Linked DNA regions of Mus musculus: all the other regions are linked to region 1. Evidence: chromatin contacts called from public HiChIP or PLAC-seq data. All regions are on one chromosome and are shown on one strand. Each heading gives the region's core, a stretch centred on a gene start, on an enhancer-like site or on the middle of the called end of the contact. The rest is flanking DNA. Distances are from core to core; before and after follow the strand shown. Region 1 holds the start of Areg (amphiregulin). Region 2 holds the start of Mthfd2l (methylenetetrahydrofolate dehydrogenase (NADP+ dependent) 2-like). Region 3 has its middle 37 kb from the start of Gm19619. Region 4 holds the start of Gm19619 (predicted gene, 19619).

Evidence for each region. HiChIP or PLAC-seq counts read pairs in DNA pulled down with a chosen protein or histone mark.
Region 2: a contact with region 1 is called in an H3K27ac HiChIP or PLAC-seq map of microglia, with 6 times the contacts expected there. The contact joins the promoter of Mthfd2l here to the promoter of Areg in region 1. A contact is called at or near these places in 12 of 39 promoter capture datasets (the 3T3-L1 cell line, 3T3-L1-derived adipocytes, cranial neural crest and 6 more), 1 of 115 datasets of contacts at active chromatin or transcription factors (microglia) and 1 of 9 other capture datasets (adipose tissue).
Region 3: a FOXA1 HiChIP or PLAC-seq map of pancreatic cancer cells shows a contact between it and region 1. The contact joins the enhancer-like site here to the promoter of Areg in region 1. A contact is called at or near these places in 1 of 39 promoter capture datasets (liver), 1 of 484 Hi-C or Micro-C datasets (trophoblast stem cells), 1 of 115 datasets of contacts at active chromatin or transcription factors (pancreatic cancer cells) and 1 of 9 other capture datasets (adipose tissue).
Region 4: an H3K4me3 HiChIP or PLAC-seq map of bone marrow-derived macrophages shows a contact between it and region 1, with 4 times the contacts expected there. The contact joins the enhancer-like site here to the promoter of Areg in region 1. A contact is called at or near these places in 7 of 39 promoter capture datasets (the 3T3-L1 cell line, 3T3-L1-derived adipocytes, cranial neural crest and 4 more), 3 of 484 Hi-C or Micro-C datasets (cortical neurons, multipotent progenitors and nephron progenitors), 4 of 115 datasets of contacts at active chromatin or transcription factors (bone marrow-derived macrophages, hepatocytes, intestinal villus epithelium and 1 more) and 3 of 9 other capture datasets (adipose tissue, liver and pancreatic islet).

Annotation. Positions count from the first base shown.
Region 1 is chr5:91,135,760-91,143,330 of GRCm38.p6, reverse strand. It overlaps Areg (amphiregulin), which reads right to left and starts at 3,732. Exons shown (of 6, transcript NM_009704.4): 1 at 3,457-3,732; 2 at 2,206-2,433. The coding sequence starts at 3,517.
Region 2 is chr5:90,926,393-90,933,963 of GRCm38.p6, reverse strand. Mthfd2l (methylenetetrahydrofolate dehydrogenase (NADP+ dependent) 2-like) reads right to left here and starts at 2,768. Exons shown (of 8, transcript NM_026788.1): 1 at 2,531-2,768. The coding sequence starts at 2,646.
Region 3 is chr5:91,316,576-91,324,146 of GRCm38.p6, reverse strand. No RefSeq gene overlaps it. Among named protein-coding and RNA genes, the nearest start is that of Gm19619, 37 kb to the right of the region's middle. Within about 2 kb of position 3,631, at least 21 of the 459 cell types and tissues checked have an H3K27ac peak or open chromatin away from gene starts, as enhancers often do. A contact at or near this core is called in pancreatic cancer cells, where this site is marked.
Region 4 is chr5:91,275,835-91,283,405 of GRCm38.p6, reverse strand. Gm19619 (predicted gene, 19619) reads left to right here and starts at 330. Exons shown (of 6, transcript NR_040428.1): 1 at 330-410; 2 at 1,788-1,986; 3 at 2,504-3,682. Within about 2 kb of position 3,720, at least 42 of the 459 cell types and tissues checked have an H3K27ac peak or open chromatin away from gene starts, as enhancers often do. A contact at or near this core is called in bone marrow-derived macrophages and intestinal villus epithelium, where this site is marked.

The DNA.
Region 1 (7,571 bases), core at 2,483-4,982:
TGCACAGAATAGCTCTATCGGGCAGTGCACAGTAACCTCTGTTGCATGCCACTTGAATTCTTTTACCTAGGTATGCCTGTAGTTAGATGTACTGGACCTCGCATGACATAGAGGTAAATACATAGTTCAGTGAAGACAAGACTCATATTCTAGGACAAGCAGCTGGAACCCACATTTCAGCTTGTTTTGTTTGTTTGTTTGTTTGTTTTTCCATTCTATCATGTTCTTTTGAAGAAGGACAATGCCATTAAGATTGTGGTGTGAGACAAATCTGATTTTACTTGCCCACACACGTCTCAGGCTCCCTGTCTTAAGTTGGAAGTTAGTGGGTACCGCTTGAGGTGGAGAAAGCTGGAAAGTATTTATTATTATTATTATTATTAGTCATCATTATTATTAATAATAACAACGACAAATACCTTCCAGCGGGGTGGGGGGCTCGCTGTTGTGTTCAATCTATTTAAAATAGCGTGGAAATATTTGTCCCTGATGCCTCAGACTGTCACCTCAACTTATCAGCTCTGGAGTCTTAGGACTACGAAAGGTGTGGCTAATTACATGCTAAAGGCAGGAAAGGGAAGGTGCATTTTGTTGTGCTGGTCCTTGACTAGAAGTGTATGACAAAGCATTTAGCAAACAGAGACCCCAAGAAGGGAAAACACCACTAGTCCCAAAGGGTTTGCAAGCACCCGTTGCACAGAACACAAGAGACGTGTTAATAGAAGGCTTACAGGGGTGTCAAAGGCAGGGCCTCTGTCTTAAGAAAAGGATAACTATTAGGAATGTTTTAGGAGTTGACTTTAAGAGAATTAACAAAAGCTAAATTAGAAGTACTGTTAAATACGTGGCCATGCAGTGTTTCGACAGAAAAGTTCTTTTGATCATTATAAAGTGCAAGTTAGAGTAAGCCCTCTAGGGGAATTGTCTTAAATGAATTATCACTACATTTTATCAGATAGATTAGAAGTCTAAGCCAAATAATAGTCACTGTGCTGAAGTGTTTCGACAGACAAGATACCTCTGGGTATTTTAAGCAAACAGCCTTCCAAAAGAGCTCCAGCAACTGTCTCAGCTTTGTACATGTGTCACCGCAGTTCTTTCTAGGTGCTAGCCTCTTGCTCGCTCCAGAAGTTGACCTCCAGAACTGTTAGTAACTTAACACACCTTTAACAGGCTGCCGGACGCCTTGATGGTCCAACCTAATCCCCTTTCCTACTACAAATATTAAAAAATAAATAAATAAATTGAAAAAAAAAAAGATTGAGAAGCAAGGTATTGTCATAGAATGCTCACCAAGGGAGGTTTATCCCTGTCTCTGCCTCTGTCCCTCCTTCATTCCTCCTCCCCTCTGGGAGACTCCATTGGAGGAGGAGGAGGAGTCAGGGAAGCTGCTAGGGAAGTCTTAAGAGACCTTAATGAACTCTGATATCACCTCGCCCTGCCTCCAAGATCTGACTTATCAATGGCCTCTTCTCTCCAAATGACAAAGTAAAATGAGAGTGGTGAGCTTTTATCTCTCAAAAAACAAAACAAAACAAACAAACAAACAAAAACAAAAAACGTTATTTAAAAAAAAAAAAAAAAACATCTGTCTGATAGGAGAGAAAAAACAAAACAAAAAAACAACCAAACCAGGGATCAGTAGTTTGGATAAAAATAAAATCCACACATACATCTTTAACATTTCTAGGGTTCGTCATTATTCCTTCTGACCCCTTATTTGTGTTAGAATGCAGTTATTTTAAGTCAGGTAGTGTGGGGGAGGGGACACAAATGTTGAGCTACAAGGCTCACAGGAATGGTTAATGACGACCTATGCTCCCAGAATGGAGGTCATGTCGCATATTGGAAAAGACCATCATCCCAGGAGTCAAACAGATTGAGGTTCTGAATCTGACTCAGTTGCTTGTTCCCAGAGGCGGGAAAGGGGGTAGGGGGGCGGCACACAACCTTTCTGAGCTTCAATTCTTGTGTAAAATGAGCACAGTTATGTCTATGTACCAGAGTTGCAAACATTAAACATGCACATGAGGTTTTGATGAATGCCTTGGACTTTCAGGATGCAACCTCCACGTGGCTCTGAGGACTCGCAATAGCCACGCCTACAAAGCCTTTAGAAAACTGAGCCATCTCCCTTCTGAAGCCACTTTGCAGAGGTAAAACCCGCATCTCACAGACAACGCTTTCCTTGTGCCCTCCACTCACCTCTGACTGAATCATCTATAATATAGCCGGATATTTGTGGTTCATTATCATACTCCTCTGAGTAGTCGTAGTCCCCTGTGGAGAGTTCACTGCCAGAAGGCATTTCGCTTATGGTGGAAACCTCTCTTCCCACAGAAAGCTCAAGTCCACCGGCACTGTGGTCCCCAGAAAGCGATTCGCCTTTCCCTGAGCTGGGGTCATTGAGCTCCAAAGCAGCTGCATAATGGCCTGCAGGGACGGAGAGAATAAGAAGAGATGAGTCGGATACTTCTGTCTCAGTAAGTGAGCATTGCTGTGTAGACATGTGTGTCTCCTCATATCAAACAGTTACTGCATGTGTGCTATTGGGTGTTGGGATTTGTTTTTTGTTTGTTTTGTTTTGTTTGACTGAGTCGCTCATAGAAGCAACTTCCCAGTCTGCCAAGAAGCAAACTCAGTTGCCCAAATTACTGAGTTTCTTTTATCTGGGTTTTCTTTTCCAGATCGCCTACATTAATTTCCACAATTGGATAAGTCCTGCCAAGGCAATGCCCCCAGAATCACGTAACCCGCAATGTCTAAGTGGCCTACACCCTTCGGGTCTAACTTGGGTGCGCTTTTCCAAAGCTTTCCTGCCATCTTTTGACCGGTACTGATACATTTTAACTCTTGTTTACAGCCATTGAATCTGTACATAAGATGCAAAAGGTAGTGCCAATAGTGGCAAAGAGCAACGGTTTTTACCGTCTTTATCTATTATTATCACACAGAGAAAAGGTTCAGAGCCGGGTAACCCCTTGGAGGAGTCCTGAGCTTCAGTCCTTGATTTCATTTTAATTCTTTTTTTTTTTTTTAATATCAAGACAGCATTTGGCAGCGATGCTTTCAACCTCTGAACACTTTGAGTCTGCTTTGGAGAGGGAAAAATAAAATCACTAGACAGAAGAATGGAGACAGAAGGCAAAGAGCCCTCCTTCAAATCCTCCTGGATTAACTACTTTTGTAGAAACTACTTCACCTGCCTGGACCTCAGTTTCCTTAGTTATCAAAGAAAAGGGTGGGCTAAAATGACCTCTTAGGTTTCCATCAGCTGGTCCTTGGGTCATGCTAGAGACCTTGGGTCATGCTAGAGACTTCGTCTGCTTCTCTCACCCTCCTAGCATGAGCAATTTCAGGGGTATGAGCTAAGGGGATCTGCTCCCTGACGTTTGGGGAATGTCAAGAGGCAGCAGCATTCAAGGGGCAACAACCTGAGAGGTGGCGGATGCTCACCTGAGCCTAAGACCAGCAGCAACAGCACTGAGCGCGCCAGCGGTAGCAGCGGAGTTCTCATTGGTTCCACCGGCCGGCAGCGTCTCGGTCTCTGCAGCAACACGACAGCGGCTCCGGGCGGCGGGAGCAGCGGAACCACGGAGCAGCGGGCGAGCACCGGCGCAGGGAAGCCCAGCCCGCCGGGCTCCGGACGGCTGGAGCGGCCAGCGCCTCAGGCTCAGCTGGAGATGTCCGGGCGGTGGCCGCGGGTCAGAAGGGAGCGAAGGAAGCGGGATCCAGGGTGCGGCGAGCACCTGCTGCTTTTATAGACCCGCTGGAGCCACCGCCCGTGACGTCACGGACCAGCCCTGGGTGGAGGCGGGAGGTTACTACTCCAAAAACCCAGCTGACGCGGGAGGAAGTGGGGATCGAGCCCTGATTACGCGGGGAGAAACTTTCCCACTCGCGTTGTGTTTTAAGTTAGAGTGGTGCTGAGGAGCTGACAGCCCAAAGAAACTCTTTGCATATACATTAACAGGACAGCAGGCCGGGACATTAAGTACCAAAGTCCCATTTTAGGATGTTTGTGGAGCTTTCAGAGCAACTGTGGCTTAGTGATGTTAGCCCGAAGACTTTGAGGAGGATAAACGAAGCGCTAAAGGACTCCTAATAACCTAGTTATCAATCAGACACCCTCCCTGCGGCCTTCCTCTCTGCAGTATTTGCTGGTCTTTCTACTCGAATTACACTTAAGGTTTTAGCTGGGCGTGGCCAGACAGTGGCACTTAGGGAGACTGAAGTAGAGGTTACAGGGAGAAGTTAACCTGAGCTGTATCATGAGACCAATAATAAGTTGCTGGGGATAAGTGTGCTCCCCTATTTTACAAACCAATAAAAGACAGATGTAAAAAGCAGAAAAAAATGAATTAACTCAAACACACATTATGTAGATTTGATTCAAATTAGTTTGTCACTGAAATCTGCCCCTTGCAGCTCTGATAAAGAGATTGAGGGCTAAACTGACCTTTAAGAAGAGGGTTGCTGGGCAGAAGAAAGTTTCATAGAAAAGGAAAGTTGTCAAGATGATTTAGGTGTTCAAATTGGAAGAATCCAGGGAGGCCCTCATTTCCAGCCTGAGAGAGAGCCCTAATGGGGACACATCTGCGACTCCAGCACCCAGGCTAGAGGAACTTCCAGGCCCACCCAGGCAACAGAGCAAATGTGAGGGGCTATTTGGGCTAGCAGAAAGACTGGTGTGTGTGTGTGTGTGTGTGTGTGAGAGAGAGAGAGAGAGAGAGAGAGAGAGAGAGAGAGAGAGAGAGAGAGAGAGAAAGGAGAGGAGAGAGAAAGGAGAGGGGAGGGGAGGGGAAGGGAGGGGAGGGGAGGGGAGGGGAGGGGAGGGGAGAGGGGAGGAGAGGAGAGGGAACCGAACCCCACTGGGGGCATATTTAGCTGCAAAGGAAGTGAGGGCAGTTACTTCCCCGAACTCTCATGCTCTAGTAGCTCAGGACACGCAAACTTTATATGCCCCAATACAGGGGAACGCCAGGGCCAAAAAAATGGGAATGGGTGGGTAGGGAAATGGGGGGGGGAGGGTATGGGGGACTTTTGGGATAGCATTCTAAATGTAATTGAGGAAAATAGGTAATAATAAAAAATATTAAAAAAAAAAAAAAAAAGAAATGGATTTCTCTTGGCTTAAAGAAAACAAGACACACTTTCTCTAAGCTGTTTCCTGCCCTTATCCACGACCCTCCCTGACTGAGCTCCCCCAATCAGCCTTTTCAGGACTATTGGTTTTAAACTCTTAGAACAAAAACATGGGCTTTTGGAGAGGAGATACAGAAAAGTCCTGAACTGTGCCCTCACTTCTACTCAGTGTTTGGTGAAGGAGTACTTTGTGTAAACTGTGCTTTACTTTTGTGTGGGAAATCACCAAGAGGGAGATTTAGTGAGCAGCACCATGTTTGTTGAGAGCCCAGTCGTGTGGGCCACATATGATTAAGTAAATCTACTAAATCAGATAAAAGGGATTGATTCACAGTACGCTGGGAAAGGAGGCTGTAGTTTAATTTGGCCTGTAGGTATCACAGACAGCCCTGTGCGGGAAGGGAAAAAGGCCCTGGGAGGCCTTCTGAGCAGGAAGTTTGGATAGAAAGAAGGTACGATTTAGGGCGGCCACCAATGGGGATGAAAGATGCTCCCCATCCGTTCTGGGGTAGAAAAAGACCCTGTCCATTCTGTCCTTGCTGCTGCTGCTGCTGCTGCTTCTGCTGCCAGCACCTCCTTCTCTTCCTCCTCCTCTTCCTCTTCCTCCTCCTCCTCTTCCTCCTCCTCCTCCCCTTCCTCCTCCTCTTCCTCCTCCTCTTTTTCTTCTTCTAGATGAGGTGTCTGCAATTGAGGATGATGTAGTCTTGCCCACAGAGCTCAGGCAATCTGCTTACAGGGCTACATACATTCCGAGTCTCACAGGTTTCATTTTTGTTGTTGTTGCTAGCCTAGCTCTGTTCCGTTCTATTCTATTCTTGTTTTCTTACACTCCTTTAAACGGAATTTTTAATTTTCAATGAGCCACTAAATGTTGCTTTTATTTACAAGGCACAATAACTTGACTTTGCTCAGAATGCAGCTAGATCTTTACTTCCTATTTTCTTAATTATCCTTTTTCTTATATTTATCATTATTTTATTTTCTGTGAATGGGTGTTTTGTCTGCATCTCTATTTGTGTACCACATCTGTGCCTGTGCCTTGTGCCTAGTGCCTACAGAGGCCAAAGGAGAGTATTGACTCCCCTGGAACTGGGAATACAGACCTTTGTGAGCTGCCATGTGGGTGGTGGGGGTTGTGTATGGGTCCTCTGCAAGAGCAGTCAGTGTTCCAGCCCCTTACTAGGATCTATACAGGGTTTGGATATTTGTCATCAGAACCAACTTGCTTTCTGTTTGAAGTAAAAGTTGGCTGTTTCCATGAGAATTCCTTTGTCACTTCTGACTTAAAATCTGGGAAGGGAGCATTTACATGTCTGCCATATAACCTAGTCACAGGACAGAATAGTTTAGTTCTTGGAATAAGTCTAAGTTTACATACATAAATTCTACTTCATGGTAAATTAGATAGGATTTTAAGATCCAAACTTCTCCTCTGAAAACAGGTGATGTGTTTATAAAAAGATAAAGAGAAAGGGGATTATGTTCTATGGGGGTGTGTGGTGAGGTATGGGGGAAGGGGATGTTTCAGTGGGCACATGCCAAGGCATTCCTCTCCCTGATGGACCAGCCACATGACAGTATAGTATAGAATAGAGTTTATTCAGGGCATGGGAGGGGAGTTAAGAGGGTAACAGAGGCAGAGAAAGGCAGAGAGGGGGGAGGGGAGGGGAGAAGAGAAGAGAAGCCAGCCATGAGCACCTGGGGGGGGGGGGGAGAGGGAGTGGGGAAGGGAAGAACAAGGGAGCAAGAGACCAAGAGAGCAAGAAAGGAACAAGAGATCATGAGATCCAGGAGGAGGGAGCAAGCAGCCCCTTGTATAGTGGGCCAGGCCCACCTGGGTATTGCCAGGCAACTGTGGGATGGAACGTACCTGGCTGTTGTCAGGTAACTTGGAGTGGAGTTTAGACAAAATACTAACAACAGGAATAAAACATCAAGTTTTTGTTAAACAGATACATGGCAGCAGATATACAATCGGGCAGGATAAACATGAGCGTTTAGTGCAGGCTATCCTTGATGTTATGATGGTTACAGCAAAAGCACACTGAAGATCAGAGCTTCACACTGGGCGTGCAAAGTAAGCACCTTCAGAATTGTCAGTGAGTGACCTTTGCACTACTTCCCATATTTGGGGTAGTTTATGATGCACCAGAGAGCATCCGTGGTGTCATAACAGCATCACACACAGCGGCCACTGATGTGTCATACATTCTGGAACATAGCATGAGTGCGAAACCAACCCTATGTAAATGTCGGACTTGACATTCTGCAAAGTAGGCTGAGAAACTCAGGACTGATGTCAACAAATTCGAGTGAAGTCATTCTCTATGTCCTGCAGTTTCCTTTAAGTTATGTGATGTTTAAGAACAGTCGGCTGGGGGGCGCGGGGCGCAGGGGCAGTTGCTCCTAACTAAGCACTCCCATTA
Region 2 (7,571 bases), core at 1,519-4,018, 210 kb after region 1:
CATAAAGGCGAAACAGTGTGGAGAAGCTGTAGGCTGGCATCCCAAATGCCACAGTGGCTAAAAGGCATCTGTAGGGAGAACAAAAAGAGAATGTACTAAATCCATGGCTTGAGAAAGCTCTGGCAGCAATGTGAGCACAGAACACATACAGGGCACCGCACGGAGCTACAGGAATGATGGAAGTCGTGCAGAACTACCCCTGTTGTGGGGTAGTTTCTCTCTCTCTCTCTCTCTCTCTCTCTCTCTCTCTCTCTCTCTCTCTCCTTGAGACCAGTACTAGCTAATGTGCAAAGTCTATGACATTCCTGCCCCACAGGGCTGGCTTGGCAGCTGCTAAGTTCCTCCCAGTGAAAAGCACAAGCCCCAGACTTATGCAGTGTTTTAAACCACAGCCATCCTGACTGGTAAAATCCCTACACAGTACCACAAAGAGCGAATAATTTAAGCTCCAAGATGATTTTTTTAAACATTTTTGACCATGTAAGTAGTTCTTTTCACAACAAAAGAAGCTCCAAAAAAAATAGAAAGACATCTATGTATTTACATTAATTTCCCTCATTTATTAAGCTGTAATTTTCATGCATAAATAGGATAGCTAACAAAGAATTTTGAAGGGAAAAGTTATTGCAAAATGAATAGTAAATAATGTTATGAGATCTTATAGCTTCCAAATTGAATCAAATATTATTTCTTGAAATTCAACATACTAAATTAACCTTCCATGTAAAGAATACTTAGTGTGTTCCATTTTTATAGGTGTCTACTGAGACAAGAAATAAAAAAACGTCAACAATCTTTTTCCACTTAAGGGCTCTAAAATGTGACAAATTGGTTAATTTAAAATAGTTAATGTCACTGAGGAAAGAGTTTATGTAATCAAGGATAATTTCCAATAAAAAAATATACTATGATTCAAATGTCATGCCAACAGGAATGATGTTAAGTGTGACAATGAGGGACCAGACAAATGAGGTGTCACTTAAAAAGATGACTGAATGGGGAGGCAGACAGTGGCAACCTCTGGAAGATGGAGTCTCTTCTCTCTGCTGGCCCTAGAAGAGAAAAGAGACACCAATAAACATCAACACACTGTCCAAATTCCTCCCCACCCGAGATACACCAGTCTGCTGGTGTTTCTCATCTTCACAGCCAGCCTTGCCTTCAGGTAAAGCGGTCAGGGCCAAAAGAAAGGTCAAAAAAGTACCACCATATCCGAACTTGGTTAGTGCCGTCTTAAAAAGCAAAAACGCTACAAAATGGCATTTCTTTTCTTACATAATTGTAATCTGCATCAAACAGAATGGGAAGCAGGCAGGCACAAAGTAATGTCTTTTATCATCACAGTTTGAAAGAAATAGTCTTCCAAAACAGACTGCACCTTTAATTCTAAGGTATCAGAGTTCAAACCCAAGGCCTGCCACCAGACCAAACTACAAATTGCAAGATGGGAAGTTTCTATGAATGGATGGATATCTATGTGTTTGTGGGTGTGGAGCATGTGGCTACAACCAAATACTGAGGTTGTAACTGTTGTTTCAGTAGGAATTAGGCAAGGAGCAAATGGGGAGATGGAGACATCGAACTGATGAAGGGACATTAATCAACTTATACACTAACAAAAAAATTACCATTATTCTAGAGGGAAGCACTAAAAACTTGAAATTCCAAGGATAATGATTTAAATAGGATACTCTTGGTAGACAACCCCTTCAAGTCTGGATTGCAAACAGAACCCTTACAAATCTGTTCTTCCAAGGGAGGAGAGCACTCTGGCTAAACAGCAAATCCCAACGCTGCTACTACAGGCCAACAGTGTACAGCAATAGAATTCCGAAGCTGTATCATTTACCACACATCCTCTTCTATAGACCTAGTCACTACAAACCATCTCCGAAGTTAAGACTACAGAAAGAACTTTAAATTTCAGTGACTCAAAACTAAGATCCAAATACGTATGATGGGGAGTTAATTTAAATCACACAGCACCTATGGGCACAGCCTCACTGTACTTTTCCTTGAGGACACAAAGTGACTATAAACCGTCAAGCGAGAGTCTCCAGCCACCTAAGAAGCACTGGAAGTTTACAAATGAGTTTTTCTGAACTCGAAGGCCCTGGGCAAGACACTATGCATTGCTGTTGTTCCATAGGTTGGATTCCCCAGCAGACAAGGGACGCTGCGGCAGCGTGGCCTGTTCCTGGGCACCACGGTGTCTTTTCATTGTCCCGGGCAGCAACCAAATCCGAAGGCTGCCAAGCGCCCTACAAGCGGAGAGGCCAGCCTGGACTGCATGCAGTTTAAGGAAACTGTAAGACATTCCGAGGTGGGAAAGATTACAGCAAGCCGGTGACAAAGGACTAAAGAAACAGAAACGCTGGACTACAGGTCTGCACAGCGCCTACTCCTCCTCGCACAAGAACAGTCTGAACAAAGCCGCGGCCCATTGCCTGAGCGCCTCGCACCGCGGCCACCCCGGGCCTCCGCAGGCCCCGCCGCCGCCCAGCGCGCGGCCCCTGCCCGCAGCTCCTACCTCCGGCCGCTGCTCCCGAAGCCGCGCCACGCGCGCTCGGCGACGCCCGGGGCTCGCACAGGCCCTCGGCCCAGACGGCCCCGGAGCAGCGAGAAGCCGCGGGCCCGCGTCGCCATGCCTCGCCGTCCGCCTCCGGGGGTCCCGCGGTCAGCTCAGCGACACGCCCGGGGCCCTCAGCAGGGTTCCGGGGCGCGGGGCGGGGCCGAGCCCCGAGAAGGCAGAGGCGGCACCGCTGGTGGCCGCGGGGTGGCGGGCGACTTGGCTCCAACCCGTGCACGCTGTCGCCACGGGAGCACAGGGAAGTCCTCGGCCGTTCTTGCAGGCAGCAAGGCCCCCTTGTGCCCCAGGCCCAGCTCTAGTCCCTGGTCTCGTTTCCATGGTTACAGGGAGGGCAGCTTGGAGCAGTAAAGTTGTTGCAGGTCTTTGCTTTTCACTCCCTGTGCGACCTTAAGATGCATTGAAAAAGAAACTCAAGGAGAGGAAGAAACAAAGATGTCCTTGGGATTTCTATCAGTCTTCAGCATCCTTGACACTTCCAGAAGATCCTAGAGTTTGTGGAACCTTAAAGCAGAGGGAGTTTGCAATGAGAAAGCAAAAATCATCTGCAAAGCTAACAGGAAATATTCCTCCCAAGGTCAAGCTGTGGCAGTGATGCGAGGGGCAAGAGCTGTTTAGACTACTGTCTGACTGAGGAAACTAGTTATGGAAAGTCCCAGATGTTAGAGAGCTTGTTCTGTGAAAAAACCATCAAGAACAGTGGTGCAATGTCTGTCTGGTAGAAGGCATTTAATCACAGAAAGAAAACATAGAAGAAAATCTTGGCATCGAGACTTTTTATGTAACACTTTATCATAGTGTATAAAAAAAATTTAAATTTCTGCTGTGGGGGAAAAATAAACCTGTTAAGAGAATGAAAAGGCAAGGAAAAAGTTTCGTTGAGGGGTGGGTGTTTGTAAAATACTTGTTGTGAACTTGTACCCCAAATATACAAGTGTAGTCTCCCCTCCCCCAGCCTGAAACCTGCTTGCTCAGGGGTGGAGCTTCCTGCTCATTCGTTCTGCCACGCCCACTGCTGGAACCTGAGGAGCCACACACGTGCACCTTTCTACTGGACCCGAGATTATTCGGCGGGAATCGGGTCCCCTCCCCCTTCCTTCATAACTAGTGTCGCAACAATAAAATTTGAGCCTTGATCAGAGTAACTGTCTTGGCTACATTCTTTTCTCTCGCCACCTAGCCCCTCTTCTCTTCCAGGTTTCCAAAATGCCTTTTCAGGCTAGAACCCAGGTTGTGGTCTGCTGGCCGGACACAACAATTGGTGAACCAACTCGGGACTGAGAAACGGCAAAGGATTTTTGGAAGAGACGCTGCTGGTTCGGAGCTCCATAAAATAAAGGATAAGGGAAATTCATACCGGAGAAGGTATGGGCTAAGCTGAGACAGCGTTAAACCCGAGCGCTGGTTCACTTAGGTTCAGCAGTGAGGAGCTGGGTAATAGGCGGTAGGCCGTAGCTCTCCGAAGCTACATGAGGTGTGAGAAAAGAAAGGGTTTATTAAAAGGAATAGGCAGATTGCCCCAGTTAATAAAAAATGCATCATAAGGGAGGAAAATGTCCCAAAAAGCAGAGAGAAATATCTCTCTGGGCCTTATAGCAGGAGTACTCTGTTCCCTTTTGTGTCTTGTCTAATGTCCGGTGCACCAATCTGTTCTCGTGTTCAATTCATGTATGTTCGTGTCCAGTCTGTATGAATGAATGTTCTATGTTTTATGTTGGATAATAAAGATGGTATAAAAAACTTTATCTGCAAAGCCGAGAGCTGCCACGTGTTTCAGCCAGGAATCAGACACATGGCGGGAGGGCCCCTGCTGGAAAAACTGTTCGTTTTAGGAAATAAGGGCGAGTGCACAGCCTCTAAGTTTCGGAGTAAAAAAGCTAATAAATGGTTTATGATTAATGTGTTTGACAATGGTAAAGTGTTTTTTATTCTATGATTGTAGCTACAAAAATTATTATTCTCTGATTGGTCTAAATGTAACTGCTTCATTTGGTTCTTTTTTATTGGTAATGTGCTCTGAGTGTTTTCACAATCAGCTCATAAGTTGTTGGTTAAGATTAATAATTGTTACATTGCTACAGATGGTTAGTGTTAAATTTGATAACTCAAGTTTAGAGTCCTTCCGACACATGGCATAAGGCAGCCCAAGAGGCTGGGTCTCTAAAGATATTTCTAGTTTAGGTAATAATTAATGTGGTTCGTATCCTAAATAGTAAAATTTAAGATAAGATTTAAAGCAACGTCTTTTTATTAAAAAGCATTAAAGCTTGCTTTAATAGGTATTCATAGGTATTAATTGACATCCAAACTTCGTAATATGATAGTAATGCTTCTAATATTGATTTTAAAGATAATAAATTGTTTTAAACTTGGGTTTTACTTTCCCAGGGTTGTAGGTATTATCCTAACCTTGCACAAAAACTTAAAAATTATGGTTAAAACTGCTATTGTTCCATTGACTGCAGCTTGCAGTTTGACTTCAAATTTAAGATCTTTAATTCACCTGTATACTGTAATTAAGATAATTACAAGAGTAATCATCTTATGAGAGCGCTCATACAGCTCACTTCGTACAAAACGGTGACAGAGTTATCTAGTTATGTTTGTCTTTGTAAATAGATTAGACAAACAGTTTGGTTATAGTTGCTGCCTGGCAGGAAACTGCAGTACGGGCAATTTTTTCACAACACTAAAGTTGTAAAGAACGTTTTAACTGTAAGTCATCTTAAGAAAGAGTATCAAAATTTAGAGGCGTAGACAGTTATATTGTTCCTCTAAAATCGGTCCTTATTACAGGAGGGCCAAGATGCTCAGATTAAAAAGTATTTTATGTTTGAGTCAATACAGGGCTCTGGGCAGCCCCAGAGCGGCTTGTGGCCTTTCTTTTGTTTTACAAACGGTGCCTGAGAAAGATTTTTCCCTGTGTTCAAGAGAAATTCTTTTTAACAGTGTTGCAGATCTATTCAGATGTTTAAAATAATGCTTAAATTCAAAGAGTTTTGCTTCTAGTGAACTGTAATCACTAGAAAATTTTGCCTCTAGGTATGGCTAATGTAACTTTACATTATGTAAGAAAAAATTTTATTGTTTCTGCTTCTATACAAGAAGCCAAGAGTTTTAATCTTTCAGTGTATATTGTTTCCTAAGTAAAAGGTATTTTATTAACTAATGCTTCTTAAAGTTTACCTTAAATCCTTGCTCTCACCCAAAAGATTCAGAGACAATATCCTTTTATTACTTAGGGTTTTAGTTTACTACAAAAGTTTCTACAAAAAATAAAGCTTTTATAATTGTTGTTAATTGGTAATTAAAAATTGGTTGTGCCCAAAACAATTCTTTGGCCAAAAAGAAAAACATTATTGTAAAGTCATTTTTCTCATCCTCCCAGCTGATCGTTGGCCCACGTGGGCCCAACTAAGCTTCTGTGGGGCGGAGTCTTAAGACACAGTTTCCCCTGTTCCAGCACAAATAATCTAGTTGTGTGCTGTAGATGTGTTTTAAAATGCTGAACAATCAAACCTTAATTTGTATATTAATAGTCAATGCCATATCTCTGAGCTCGCAATTGCTTAAATTGTTCATCCCTCAGATACTATTAATTCTCAAATTTACAATTGCTTATGCATATTTCTAGTTAATAAATAAATAAATTATGCACATGTGACTCTTAATAACTTTGCAAGCCTTCTAGTTACAACTGCTCCTTAAGAAAATTGATTAAAAGTGCAATTAGTCACTGCCCCTTTACAGCCAAGTATTTAAAATGTTTTGTCAACTAGTTATTAATTCAAAGGTTTAGGTATTGTAAAATTTTAAAACTTTAACTTCTTAAAAGACAAAAAAGAGAGAAATTGTATCTCCGTGCATACTATTTAGTGCATTCCCATGCACACTATTTAAGTCTTACCTTTATTTTCAAAATCTAATATTTTAATGTCAAAGAGTTTAATAAATGCTTTATAGTATCTTAAAGGGATCTACTTATTGGCTTATAGATTAATCCTAAAACAACTACCTTATTAGAAAAGGGAAAAACAGGTTTTCTCCACAGAACGCTGCAGAAGCATATTAGTAAATTCGTGTGACGAGCTGGTAGGTAAGTTGACTCATGTCCTGATTGTATTGACTAAAAAACTAAATTAAATTCATGTTTTAGATCCATCCTTACTTGTCATTTTTCCAGTTTAGACTAGCTTCTAGCCTTTTAACTTTATGGCAATAGTACATCAGAGACTGTATATTCAGACTTAGTAAAATTAGTCATTTAATAGAGTCATAATGATTTTTCTCCTTTCTTCAGTGTGACCAGCCATTCTAACTCAATCTCAGACTGGTCTAATATTCAGTCCAATGTTAGAGATTCCTATATTCTAAATTACCTAGCAAAGTTAATTCAGAGCACATCCCCCACTTCCCCTAGATCCATAACCTCAGAAGGATTGCTGGCCTTACAGCTAGTAGAAAAAGCTATTAAAGAGCAATTGTTCACTTAATACATTAGTAAAATGGAAGGACCCCCTGACTAATGAATAGAAGGGTCCAGATCCAGTTCTAATTTGGGGTAGGGACTCAGTTTGTGTTTTTTCACGAGATGAAGATAGAGCGCAGTGGCTGCCAGATAAATTAATTTGTTAGATGAACACAGATTCTAAATCTTCTAAAGTATCACCTTGAGGACTAAAATTACTCTTTTGCTTAAAAGTCGGCTTGAGGACTCAGGCTCCGAAAAAGCTACTCTCTGAGCCAGCTCCCCAACAGGAGGCCGGAGACTAGCCTCAGCTTTACAGTTTGCATTTAAATAAAGTACCTAGAGTTCCCCAAAAGAAGTTCTGCTTTCCTACTTTCTCACTGTCTTTCAAGATTTTGTCTTTCAAGCAGGTAAATCAACATTCTCGAGGCGGACCAGTGGATGTGCATCCCCGCCCCCCCTAGAGCACACAGGTGGCAGCTGTTACCCCCAGTCTCAGGACATTTCCAGCACGTG
Region 3 (7,571 bases), core at 2,382-4,881, 180 kb before region 1:
CTATTGTATAACTGTCATATCATTATCTACTGATGATCATTTCATCAATGGCATGGAAGACTGCACAGATGGCCTGCATTTTGGGGAGAGAGAGAGAGAGAGAGAGAGAGAGAGAGAGAGAGAGAGAGAGAGAGAGAGAGAGAGAGAGAGAGAGAGAGAATTTTTGAATGGCACTTTGGAATAGAATTTTTATATAAAGTAGATGCTTTCATTTATAAAGGACATATCCATCCATCCATCTACCCATCCATCCATCCACCCACCCATCCATCCATCCATCCATCCATCCATCCATCCATCCATCCATCCAACCATCTGTTACATCCACCCATCTACCCACCCATCCATAATAACCCAGAAGGAAGAAAGGTAGATCAGACAAAATAGAACTTCTCTTGGACAGCATATCATGTCCTCTTAGGCTAGCCATGTAGGTAGTATATTTTTGTGCTTCAGCAGTGTGGTAGCTACTTTTCATTGCTATGAGCAAACACCATGACCAAAAAGCAACTATGGAAGAGTCTATTTGGGCTTACAGTTGCAGAGAGTGACTCCAGCCATTGGCTCTCTGAGATTATTCCACACTTCACTGCAATAAACTCATCTCTCATTCTGTGCTTTCCATGGATCTCAAAGACTGGAGAGCTGAAGGAGGCAGCATGGGATTCCAGCAACTGCCTCACAAGTCAAAAGTGAGACTAAGGCCTAAGCAACCTTGATTCGATTGTATACTCTGTGCAGGTAGATGTTGTCAAAAATGGGTTTTGTTTGAGTTTGTTCAGTTTCACTACCATAGGTACTTGAGTATGTCACACTCTGTGATGCCCTTTGGCAATCTTGAGACACTCTAGAAAGAACTAATCCAGAGCCATGAGGGAACTCACTTAGTGCCCGCAGCCAGCAAATCTTAGCACAGACCTGGGCAGGGTTAGTGTGAAAGAGTCTCCTTTGATGTCAGGCAAGCAAAGTGATGGCATATGCATTCATCTTAGAACAGAAATGAAAAAAAACCAACGTACAGTGTTCTTCCTTTCCCTTCTGTTTTCTGATTTTGATTGGAATTGTTGCTTTTGATAAAATTTTAAGACACACAGAAAAATCACTCGACAAAGCAACATAAAACAGATTTTTGACATTTTTCTGACATCACACATTTCAAAGTGAAAACTACTGTTTAAAGATCACTTGAGAGCCCTTGGTTTGCCAATAAAGAACTTACAGGTGGGACCAGTCACCTGACTCCCTTGGTCAACTGCACCTAATCTTGGAGTGTGCTCACCCAGGGCCCAGACTAAGTTATACAAGCTTCTAAATATTTCTTGGGAAAAATCATTAATCTTTTTGGCAGATGTCTCAGTGAACAACTGTTTGGAAAAAAAGGAAATGATTGTGGATTGTAAGCGAAGCCCACATTTTTTATTTGTGTGTTAAAATGTGATCAGAGGCATCAAGAAAATAGCAATTATGGTAAACCGAGTCAAACAAACTGTTATCTTCATCAAAAGCGCCTTTATATTTTCTCTGTAGTGTTCCTTCCGTACCTCTCCTTGAATGTAGGGGAGGGGTGATGTGTAGTAACAAAGCAATGGCGTTTCTCCCTAATTGCTAAGGATGAGAGAAGCTGTCATGAGTATTCTCTAGCAATTAGGGAATATTTCAGGCCCCAGAACACATCAAGCATTCCCATTCCTAGGAACTCCTACCTTGGGAATCTTCACAGCGGACATATTAAACTATACCTGTTTTACATGCCAGTTATCCTTTCTTGCTATGCAACCCATGAAATATTGTTTTCATCAAGTTGAGACTAGTTAAGAATGTGTCCTCTTATACTAATGAGCTATATTCTGTGCCAGTTGAACTAAAGATGTCAGTTTGGCACACTTATTAGTTTGCTATAGGCACCACAGCAAACACAGCAGCTTAAGTCTCTATTATTTACCTGTTACAATGCTAGAAGCCAAAAATCCAAAGTCAGTTTTAATGAATTAAAATCAAGTGCTTCCAAGGAGATCCTCTTCTTGGCTCTAGAAGCTTCTGGAAGGTGCCAGCTTGGCTATGGCAGCTTCACTCCTGCCTTTGCCTCCTCTCGTCTCTGCAGTGGCCTTCTTTTTGAGTATAAATAAACTGTGAAGCAACCTGAGAGTAGTCATGGGATGGAGACATGTAGTTTCCAAGAAGGCAATTCTATAATTAAATACTGTGTGGGGGAGCTTACATTATCTTAAGTCATTCCACTCAGACAATTGTGGTAGGATAAATGACATTGATTGTGGTTTTGTGATGTATAAAGGAGGCACTTCATTTAGGACATGATAAATCAAGATAAATAGTTACAGATAAATACATAGATGAAAACATTGACAGTCAATAATTTAGTAGACATACGTAAATATGTGATATTTTGTCTTTGCTTAAAAATCATTATTTTCTATATATTTTTCCCTTATTTAATTTTCATTTTATGTACATGGGTATTTTGCATGCTTGTATGTCTATAAATCATATGTGGGCATGGTGCTGTCAGAGGCCAGAAAAGTGTGTTGGACCCTCTGGGACGGGAGTTAGATATGAGACATAAGCTGCCCTTTGGATGCTGGGAATTGAGAAATGCTTTTAGACAGTCACCTCTCTGACCCCTTATAATATTTTACATAGTAATATTTATTAACATTTATTATAGTAAAACTATTCATTAAGTGGGAGAAAGAAATAAGCTTGAGACATTCAATATATTGTATCACCTTATATACTTATCTGGTTTAAGTTTCTTAATCTCTCTGCCCACAGGACAGTTTATTTTTTCTTAGTTTTAATTCATCATTACAATTTGGCTAATATTCTTTTTCTCATAGTATGTGTTTTAATGGCTATGGAACATGTATTCATGTATTGGTTAGAAATTCATTCAAATCCAAATAGAAGTGCTTGTCACAGGAGTGTCACCAGTCAGGATACTGCCTTCTCATTCAATAACAGCGTTGTTACAGTCACTTGGGGATGTCAAAGCAGCTTCTCCTGTCTTTCTGTCCCGCTATTCTTGAATATCAACTTCACTACTGCAAAATAGTTGCCCCAGCTCCTGATATTAATACACTCTTTCTAGAGAGAGGATAAAAGGGTCAATATGAAGGAGAATTCCTAACTAGGTCTGACCCTTAAAAAAACAGTCACATGTCATAGAAGAGTCAAGAGTAAGTTCTTAAGTTCTTAAGCCTCCCTCAGGTGTTTGGCTCCCCTGACCTGGATCCAAGTGGTGTGGGACTCCCTGTTTCTCAGTCTTTATAGAAAAGTTCTAGGATCTCAACCTTCCCAAAGCTGTGACCCTTTAATACAGTTCTTCATGGTGTGCTGAACCCAACCATAACATTGTTCCATTGCTACTTCATAACTTTGATACTGTGACGAATAGTAGTATAATTATCCAAGCTGAAGGATATCTGATTATGTGACCCCTGTGGAAGAGTCATTCAACCCCCATGAGGGTCATGACTCACAGGTTAAGATTAGGAGAAAGACATTGTAAATAGACTTGGATAGAAGAAACAAAATAATTGCGTTCTTCTGTTTCCTTGACAGTCCTTCCACACCGCTGAGCATGCTGGGAAGAGCACACCACAATCTCACTGACTCATTTCCTCCTCTTAAAGTTTAAGACCTCTGCTGCCTTCTTTACTGAGTCTGAATGGAACTCATGTTCTAGGCGCAGCATAAAAGGAGAAAAGAGCTTTCACACAAAATATGGGAGAAGAGCAACCCCAAAGGAGCCCCTAGTCTATAGAAAATATCAAATGTTGCTGGTTAGGAATTACAGAACCTGCTTAACCTGGAAGGTAGAGTAATTTCCAAGTGGTTAAAGCATGAAACCCATGAGGATTGCAGCTATTGGCTTTCCTACACAAACCCAGGAAAGTGCCCTTCCTGGACACTACACATTATTTCAGCCCCTGGAACCAGTTTCAAGACTGATATTGCTTTGTGAGTAATCACAGGTTATTGTCAGCCAAGCCTAGGCTTTTTCCAGCATCACAGCTATTTCAAAACTTAGAATTCTCAACTGCTTTCTCTGGTTAATTTTGTATATGGAATGCCTATGTGTGGCAAAGCTCTATGATCGGCGCATCTTGATCATAGATGTGGGGTGTCCTGCCCAGGGAAAAGTGCTGCCTATCTGGCTTGTCATGGGAAAGCTCGCTGACCCTTGTCCCGAATGACTCATAAGGTTGACTGCCACTCCTGCCCTGTTTGTGGTGTGACTTCCCATGGTGGATCTCTGAGCTCTGCAGCATGTTTGCTGCTCTGGAGATGTTAACGGTAGAATCGTGGGAAGCGCGTTGCTGAGGTGCGCACTGATTCCCAAGCGTTCATACCTCTCAGATGAGCCTGTGCTATGTACACCACAAAGGGTCATGCAAGTGCCTGAAGTCACGAAGAAACTTCTTTAGACTTATAAAATGGGAATTTAATATTTGTTCCAAAAGATGGTATAGTTTTCAAGCAAAAACAATGTGGGTTTTAAATTATCATTGACTGATCATTGAACTTTTCAAAATATCTGTCTTCCTGTATAGAAAACATAGGATAGTAATATACCTGGGGATAGCATGAGCATTCCTTGTATTATACCAAAAACATAGAAAATGTTAAGTGTTTCCAGTAGAAGCACTCACAGAGTTTTACCTGTACTCAGGTTCTCTGAGATGCTCCTCACTACCTGTCTTAATACGCAGACCCAACTATGAGGGATCCTTCTAGTGGATGGCAACTATATTCTCAAAATCTAGACTTGTATCTTGGGAGGGCTGTTGGTAGTGGGTGCATAAGAGGTAAGGGAAACTTATCCAACCATTTGAAGCTTAATTTATGCTCAGAAATGCAAGATATCAAGAAGCACACATAGAATCCACAGGTTAAGTTGTGCTATCTCAGGTCAAACTGATCAGGTTGAGCCATAAACGAGACTATCTATTCAACAGAGACTGATGAATTCCAACACGTATCAATAGTCACCCGGTTTACTCAGATCCATGAGCAGAAATCATGTGCCCACCGGTGCCAGCTAGTCAGATGCTCAGCTCTCAGTCCTGGGGCCCATCTTCTAGACTAAATGGAGAAGGAGATGTCTCTGCTGGAGAGATGCTATGTGCAGGTGGAAGGAAAGGACTGTCTACGACAGATGAAGAGGAAGCGCCAGATCTTAGGGTCCTTGTACTGAGTGCCATGTGAATCAAGCATGCTCACGTAAGATCTTTGATTTTTAAAATATTTGTGAAAAAGAGATGCAGCTAGATGAATATACTGAAAGTCTGACTGTGTTTGGTGATGGTGGCTTATGTTTCCTGGGTGCTGGCAGGTCTGATAGGAGACAGGATGATACCTCAGCAGTGGGCAGGGACTACCACAGCCAATGTAGCTGAGGCCTGGGGCTCCTCATTTGCATGAATTCCCTTTAGGTCTCTCTTCCCAATTTTATGTTTTATATATCTGCATTGTCTACGGTTAAAAGTTCCCAGAACCACAGAAGCTTCTGCCCTTTCCAGCCTGACTGCACCCTAGGAAGTAGTGAGATACAGTTAGCAGTAGGGGGAAGGGCAGATAAAACAGAAGGGAGTGGAAGAAACTGATCCTTGTGGGAGACTCAGAGATGAAGAGGTTAAGATCACAAATGTTAATGTGGGCTGTGGCATGATTCCTGGACTACACTGAGATGAAGTTTACCTTTATAAACAATATGACTGTATGACTTTATTCAGAAGTTTAGGAAACAGGGAGCTATTATGTGTGTGTGGACAGAGCAAGAGACAAGGTCCTTGTGAACAGGAGATGGAGAACAAGCAGTGTCAAGAGTTCAAATGGACTGAGATACAAAGGCTGTCTAGGGAGTGTGTAATATCCCCTGGTCCCTCAATCTTTGGAGACACTGAATTCTTACATTATATAATAGTTTCCTTTCCCTGTGTTTACATTCCAAAGAAGACAGATCTCATGGGAGAGTGCTTGACAGCCAGCTGTGCTCCCTTGGACCTTGGGATCCATCCTTAAATGCAACAAAAGCGATGAGATTAACGTTCATTCATTGGAAATAGAGTCTGATGGGATGGGCTGAGCCAAGACCCACTGAGAACACCCCCAGTACTCATCTCAGAGTACAGAGATCAGTAGTCATCCAAGTAGACAGAAAGGAATAATCAAGAAGATGGCTAAGAAAAATGAGGATAATGATTAATGAAGAATATCATTGTGAAGTAGGAAATAAATAACCTTTGACATTGCCTGAAAAAGAACCAATGTTTGAAAGTCAGCTTGGCGGCTTAGCTTTCCATAACCACCATGAAGCACCTGAGGCAATGAATTTAAAGATAAACAAGATTTATTTTGGCTAGTTTCTTAGGAAATTCTAGACCCAGACCGAATGGCTGCATTTGATTTGGACTTCGAGCAAAGGCAGCCTCTCATGATAAGTGTGGAGGTGATCAGAGCTGCCACCAGTCAAGAAGGAAGGGGGGAAATAACAAGGTCTTGTGGTCTACCCCAGGGGCATGTTTGCAACAGCCCAAAGATCTTTTAGGAAACTTCACATCTGAAGGCTTAACCCCCATGGTGTTGGGTATCTAGCCTTTAGCACATAGGTCCTTAGGTGTAGTTATCTGAACCTAAGCACACCAACCCCAGTCTAATCTCTTGTAAAATCATCCCATCTATTATGTTGTGGATAAGTTCCTGCTGCTGCATTTCTGGAGTAGTATTTTTGTTTACTTATAAAATTTTCATTTCTTGAGCAGGAAAAACTGGCATATACAGTCGCTGAAAGAGTATATTGCATAAGGCAAACGTTTTGGAGCAGAGACTGAAGGAATGACTATCCAGAATCTGCCCCACCTGGGGCTCCATCCCATATACAATCACCAAACCCAGGCACTATTGTGGATGCCAACAAGGGCACTTACTGGCAGGAGCCTGATATAGCTGTCTCCTGAGAGGCTCTGCCAGTGCCTGACAAATACAGAAGTGGATGCTCACAGCCATCCATTGGACTGAGCACAGGGTCCCGAATGAAGGAGCTAGAGAAAGGACCCAAGGAGCTGAAGGGGTTTGCAGCCCCATAGGAGAAGCAACAATATGAACTAACCAGTACTCCCAGAGCTGCCAGGGACTAAACCACCAAACAAAGAGTACACATGGTGGACTCATGGCTCCAGCTGCACATGTAACAGAAAATGGCCTAGTTGGTCATCAATGGAAAGAGAGGCCCCTTGGTCCTGTGAAGGCTCTATGCCTCAGTATAGGGGAATACCTGGGCCAGGAAGCAGGAGTGGGTGGGTTGGTGAGCAGGGGGAGAGGGGAGGGCATAGGAAGAAGGGATTTGTGGAGGGGAAACTAGCAAAGGGGATAACATTTGAAATGTAAATAAAGAAAATATCTAAAAAAAAATACTTAAAAGGAGCTCAGGTTCCATGTGTGTTATATTCTGTGTTATGCTTAGCCCTTGCAAGAGTCATATAAGAAATTAAACACACACAGAAAATGCTTTTTTTTTCAAATGGATGGATGGAATAAATAATTTTTTAATA
Region 4 (7,571 bases), core at 2,471-4,970, 140 kb before region 1:
TTCTGTTCTAATGAGTGATTCTTGTACTCAAACTGTCTGTCGTCTCTGAGGATGGAATACGTGTACACTTGCGAAGCATGACTACTCCACTTGAGCGAGCTTCCTGGCATGAGAGGGAAAACTGAAAAACGTGCAAACCAGAGCATGAAAGGATCCCATGTTTCTCTTTGAGAAAGGCTGACGTCATGTGCCCATTGCAAAATCAACACCATGGTTAAACACTCTTCAGGATGACAGTGCAGAGCAGAAGCCTGGCCCAAACCACAAGCCCTGGAACAGGTTCAAACCAAACACAGACAGGAAACCACCCACCCAGGAACAGAGACTTTAGGTGCTTCAAGCAAGAGGGGAGTGTAACCAAGGACTGCCACTTCACTCTCCTTCATATGCTTAGCCGAACTTAGGAAAGGGTGAGTGTGTCCCAAGACATCCTGGAGGGAAAAAAAATGGAACCTGAAATGTACTACAGCCAACAAAAATCCTCCCGAATGTTACTACTATGTGTCAAGGGACCTATGTCTTCACATTTCAAATATTTACTTTGCTTTATCGCTAGAGATAAAATATTTTATAGTGAGGGTTAGAGACCAATAACTAAGACCTATTATTGGGGCTGTGGAGTTGGGTCATTGGGTAAAACCTGATGACCCAAAGTCAGAGCTCAGAACCCCCAAAAATGCCAGATGAGGCAATAGAGATGTTGATAGATTTTAGTGGGCTCTGACTAGAAAATGGGAGACCGTGCGTTCTTTTTTTGGTTATTTATTTATTTATTTGTTCATTCATTCATTTATTTATTTATTTTTACACTCCGTATTTTACCCCTCCCCGTCCACCCTCTGACTGTTCCACATCCCATACCTCCTCTCCACCCCCTGTCTCCTCGTGTATGTTCCTGCCCTCACCACCCACCCAACCAGATCTCTAAACCCCCTGGAACCTCCAGTCTCTGGAGGGTTAGGTGCATCTTTTCTGACTGAATCCAGACCTAGCAGTTTTCTGCTGTATATGTGTTGGGGGCCTCATGTCAGCTGCTGTATGCTGCCTAGTTGGTGATCCAGTGTTTGAGAAATCTCCAGGGTCCAGGTTAATTGAGACTGCTGGTCCTCCTACAAGGTCACCCTCCTCCTCAGCTTCTTCCAGCCTTTCTCTAATTCAACCACAGAGCTCAGCAGCTTTTTCCAGCCTTTCTCTAATTCAACCACAGAGCTCAGCAGCTTCTGTTTCTTGGTTGGGCACAAATATCATCCTGAGAGAGGTAACTCAGACCCAGAAGGACATGCATGGAATGTACTCACTAATAAGTGGATATTAGCCAAAAAGTATAGAATACCCAAGATACAGTCTACAGAACTCAAAAAGGTCAATAAGCTGAAGGGTCCAAGTGAGGATGCCTCTGTCCCATTTAGAAGGGAGAAGAAAGCAATCACAAGTGGGGAGGGAGAAAGAGATCTGGAAGGGAAAGTGGACTGGGGGTTGGGTGGAGAGGAGAACCTGATTTAGAATTGGGTGAAGGAAAAGGATTGAAGCCCTGAGGGCAAGCAGAAAAAATGGAAACAAGCAACCTCAGGAGGTAGGAGGTTAAGGGGACCCTCCAGAGTGTACCAGAGACCTGAGAGGTGAGAGACTCTCAGGATTCAAAGGGAGGAACCTTAGATGAAATGCCAGACAGTAGGGAGAGGGAACGTGTAGACCCCACCTCCAGCAGAAAGACAGAGCATCAAGTAAGGGAGGGGGTTGCCATCCCACAGTCAAAACTCTGACCCATTATTGTTCTTGTCTGAAAGAACTGCAGGGATGGAAATGAAGAGGAGCCTGAGGAAATGAAGGTCCAAGGACAGGCCCAAAGTAGGATCCAGCTCAAGGGGAGGCCCCAAGGCCTGACACTATTACTGAGGCTATGGAGCGTTCACAAAAAGGGACCCTGTCATGGCCACACTCCAGAAGACCCAACAAGAAGCTGAAAGAGACTGGGCATTCTATTGGGTAACACTAATATAGCACTTAACAAATGGCAGGCACTATTTGAAGCACTTGATGTATTTTAATTACCTATTATCTAGTAACAACTCTGAGTTAACACTATTATCTCCAATTTCCTGAAGAGGAAATTGAGTCACAGAGAGATGAAGGAATCCTGTTTGCAATTAGCTGAATCAGGATTACATGGGCTTCTAATGATGGCCAAATTAACAGGTGTTTTTTAACGAAGACACATTTTTCTGAAAAGTCTTGTTGGATAGAGGAAGTCATCATAAAAAAAATACTTATTCACCTGTTCAGATGTGTGAAAAGTGATCACTCTGTGTCTGTGTCTGGTGTTGAGATGGGGCAAAAGATAGCAAGTTCGTCCTATCTATATTCATCTACCAATGCACAGTAGTGATAGCTGTCCTGCTTTATGTTCATAGCATTGAAACAGCGGTCACTCTGGGGACTAGGGGGAAGGGCAGTACTACAGTTTTCTCTGACCTGTGATGATTTTTGTCTGTTCTCTTGACAGGCTCAGTGTCTCCATCTTCTGATGAAACCAGGATCACATTATTCTTAAGAATATGATAGAGGGCAAGCTTAAGCGGAATCAGACAAGTACATTTTAGATCCCCACCCCCACCCCTTATTGTGATTTGCTTCCGGAACCAAGATGGTACAAAGTCAAGAAACAGATGTAAAGGCTGCCCAAGAGTGTCCTAAACACATGAGCATTTGGTTATAGAAATGCTGAATGAGAAAATGAGAAGGGAAACTAGAAATGCTGGAGTGGTCCTGAGGAGACAGGCAAGCCTGGCTCCAATAGAAAGGGAGAGAGGGAAAACTAGCTGAGAGCATCCTGGGAGATTCTGCAATCAACTGCAATTGAACTGTGATCTAAAGCTGCAATGCCAAGCCCAGCAAGGAGTCTTCAAGCCAAAGGACCTATGTCACTTCTTGTTGGAGATCATTGGCTGAGATTTGCTTGTTCATAGGAAGCATTGTCTCAGAATAGATGCACCAATTAATTTAATTTAATTTAATTTTTTGGGTTTTTCCCCATTTTTTATTGGATATTTTTTAATTTACATTTCAAATATTATCCCCTCTCCTAGTTTCCCCTCCCCAACCCCTTATCCCTTCCCCCTACCCCTGCTCACCAGCCTATCCACTCCCGCTTCCTGGCCCTAGCATTAAGGGCCTCTCCTCCCATTGAAGACCAACTATGCCACCCTCTGCTACATATGCAGCTAGAGCCATGAGTCCCACCATGTGTTTTCTTTGGTTGGTGGTTTAGTCCCAGGTAGCTCTGGAGATACTGGTTAGTTCATATTGTTGTTCCTCCCATTCATTTTAAACTGCAGTAACCAGGGCCAGAGGTTTGTGGTAGATTATGTTTCAAGGACATTGGCTATTCATGGGTTGGATTCTCAAGGATGCCATACAGGTTCAGGTCAGACTGTAAAGGTAGGTCTGCCTCTATAATGAGAGAAACAGAAGGTACAGGAAAGGGCAAACATTGTGACATTCAGTGCATTAAGTCTAGGAGAAGAAAGGAAGAAAACACAGAGTGAGGCAAGAAAGAGAATCAGCCAAGGAAGAGTGGATGGCCAAAGTAGTTGCCATTGTGACAGCCTGGTGCTTCATTTACTCCAAATGCTCTAGAAGACCATTATAGAGGAACACAGCCAAAGGGCAAGGTTGACAGCAGGTATTTATGATTGGTCTGAATGGAACATAGATAAGAAAACGGGAGTCTGGGGAGAAGAGTGCTTAGAAAGATAAGGATAGCCTTGACTGCAGGGCTAAGCGTTCCTAGTTCACTGGTGGGTGGGAGCATGTGATATGTTTGAAGCATCATAAGAGTTTTCATGATGTGATAACTGACTGTGATGTTGAGTTGGATCAAAAAGAGATATGAGGATTGGAGACTGGTCATGAGCCATTTACAGGGTCAGGTGAGAAGTCAAGCTCACTCAGAGCAGGGCAGCACCAGTGGAAACTGGGAATGCTTGGTAGATGAGGAAGTTTTGGTGAAAGTTGATTCATTACTGGTGAACGAGGAAGACTATGGGAGCTTGACTAGCTGAGAGAATCTCAGAGTGTGTATTGGAAGGAACTGGGTAGGGGTGGGTTCAGGATCTAAACAGTGGGATTATAAGAACAGAACAAAAAAATTAGGGGAAAATTGAAGATGTTGTGGTTGGTTTTGCTTTTAGTGGGTCAAGCTATTGGGGAACTATAACCTAGAGAGCCTGTTCGTGTGTGTGTGTGTGTGTGTGTGTGTGTGTGTGTGTGTGTGTGTGCTTGCAGATATACATGTGTGTATGTGATCATGTGTGTTTATGTCAGGTGTCTTCCTCATTCTTTCTCCAGCTTATTTTCAATAGGGGTTCTTTCACTAGGAGTTCAGCTAGACAACCTGGCCAGTGAGCTCCAGGGACCCACTTGTCTCTGTATCTCTATCCCCATCAGAAGGGTTGCAAACGTTCACGGCTACACTTAGCATCTTACATGGGTATATTACAAGTGTTCTACTCACTGAGTCTTCTCCCTCCACCCCCAGCCCTAAGTTCAGGGATGTTTATAGGAATCTGAGCAATAAAACTGAAGCTCGGGTAAGATCACCAGAGTTATAATGTAGAACTAAGGAGCCACTCCACTATTGTTCTCAGCTGTCACAGACAGGAAACACAGCCATGGCTATGAGAATGTCTTTGTATGCCATAAAGACACTTCCTCTTTATGACTCATTTGAGAACTGATGAGTACAACTCGGCTTAGGCTAGTTAAGCACTTTCCCCCATTACAATCTAGGTAAGGCATAGGATGTAATCAGCCCACAACAGGAAGCTGAGGGTGAATGGGTGGCATGGAGAAACTTGCCCTCTTGTCTACGCAAGCTTCTATCCATCTCTGACTCCATGGCACAGTTGTATAAGGTCTTTATTCAGCCATATTTGTTGTTAAGCCTGATTCTTTATCTGGCTTCTTTGCAGAGATTTGTAAACTCTGCTATGAATTTGTCTTTGAAAAAAAATACCTACCAAGAATGCTACTTTCCCCAGTACTATTGGAATTCCATGAGAAAAGCCAGACCAGTCATGAAAGCAAGATCAAGACAAAAATTAATTAACGTAAATGGTATTTGTCTTTAAATCTAAAGCCAAATGTGAATACTAATGGAGAGCTCCTGGTTTCTGCTAGTCGGGACTGGGGAAACATGGGTCTTACAGAGTAGGATGCATCTTTTTTTTAATACTTAATAAATGCACGTAATAACTTTAGAACAGACTTAGCTCATGTACCAAAAAGGAACAAAGACTCTCAAATCATACCGATTAAATATATTTACGTGGGGGTGGAGAGATGGTTCAGTGGTTAAGAGTACTGGCTACTCTTGTAGAGGACCTAGGTTCCATTCTCAGCAACCACCTGGTAACTCAGAGCCTCCTGTCACAGCAGTTTCAGGGAATCCGATGTCCATTGTTGTCACTGCAGGCACCAGCCATGCTCATGGTGTATGAATAAAGACGGAGGTAAAACACCCAGACACAAGAAAGAAAAGTTAACTTTATTTCAGGATGCATCCTCTAGGGAAAGCAGTCTATCGCTGCATATCTTTTAACTTTATGCTTCACATCTTCCCCCTGCTCATGTTCAAAAGCCATCTCAGGCCATCTAAAGACATTCTTTACTAGAACCTCATATCCCCGACCAGAGTAGATTTTCTCCCACTACTGGCATTCTTTTACCCATTTATCTTTTGTGTTTGATATGTTTTCAAACAATTGTATACGTGATAATTAAAATGCCCACTCTATTTTAAGTGTGTCCCATTACTAAACTCAGCACTAAGCATCTAACCATAGTACTTCGATTTCAGCTTGACAGTACCGTAGGAAGAACCTATGGCCATATCTTTTATTTGTGGAGAAATAGATTTAGTAACATAAATAATTTTTAAAAGTGGTATGACTAGGAAGATGCAAAACTAGAATTTGCACCAACAGTTTCATTTTTATTAGTGAAAGAGTCTGTACACATTCATACAGTAGTTTGCCGTTTTCTGTTATATTTTCTAGATTGTTTAGACTGAATATGGATTTGCTATCATGTTCTTCTATGGCCTCTCAAACTTGCAACTGTTGGATTCTTGGTAAATAACCGAAGAGGAGGCCAGTTGTAGGCAGTTCCATAAGATTAGGTCATACAGTTCTGATTTTACCTTGCTTGTTCAGTTACCGATTGGTGGCATGTCATGTATTTTGATACACATTGTTCAAGATACATGTGAAATGGTAGCAATAAAATAATAATGGTCCCGCATCTGAGACCTGGAACTACCAACTCCAAGGCTGTGATAGCTTTGTGAGGCAGGAAGAGTGACTTCCATCTGCCTTTGCTACCATTTCACCGTGGGTATTATGGTTCTAAAGAGGAGTTGGGGAAGAGGCTTTTCATGAAGCACTGGTCACGGAACGTGGTCTGCAAAGGATGCTACCACCCTGCTTTAAGTACCACACATGCGAGTCTAGCCTTCAGCATGGTTGGCTTGGAAACCGAAGTGATTAAACAGACTGAAAATGGATCTCATTCTCATAATCAATTCAGATGACCTTAAAGAATGCAAATTTGTTCCTGGATTTGCTGATGCTAAGCTGCATTAAATGTGGCAGTGCTTTAGATACTAAGGTATTTCTTTCAATCGAGAAATGTTTCCAACATTGTGTAATTTCTTTTTCTTAAGGGTCAGGTAAAAGAAATGGAATATGACAGTCAGCATTTCAGTGTTGGGTAAACACTGGCATCAGAGTGTGAGGTCTAAGACCACGAAGGACTAGGACCCTCTGACCAGTGCATCGTCTTTCAGAAGACAATGCATATAAGAAATAAACTTATGATCACAATGATTGCCGTGGGCATGAAATATACCAGAGAGCTAAAACATCCACCAAAGGTCTTTCACACACCTATTTTAGTGATCAGAAGATAGACAGTCAAGCTTGTCAAATGGCACTGAATGATCATAGCAGACTTAGTGATGATGTGGCTTGGGTTTAAGCAGCACTGAGTGTGGCAATGGTATTATGACTCCTACTCTCCTGCATAACCCATTCTTGCCCAGTTTCTGAATGGAAAGCAGATCAGGCCAGTGACTTATGTGTGTGCAACAGTTGAAAAAACAGGAGACTGAGACCATCTTGGGGGCGGGGGGTACTTCTGTTGTTTTTGCTAGCGAGTGCCTCTATTCCAGACTCCAGGGTGCGGCCTTGAGAGCTAATTGAAGAACAGATAGATTTTTTTCCCTTTTCAACATAATTAAGGCTATAGTTTTTGAATGAAAGAATTTCTGCAGCATCTTCAGTTTCCGATCCAGAATCTTGATTAGCCATTTCCCTATGATAACACTTTGGATTTATTTTCCTTTTATGACAATGATATATCCGTCAAGTCACAGACATCAGGTTTTGACAACTGGTCCACTATTTGTCTAGATATTTAAATACTTTTGTGCCCTATGATATGTTGTTTCTCCCTTGGAGAATCATGCTATTTCTATCTAAGGTCAGGGGAGCATGTACTTTTTGAATTCTTTC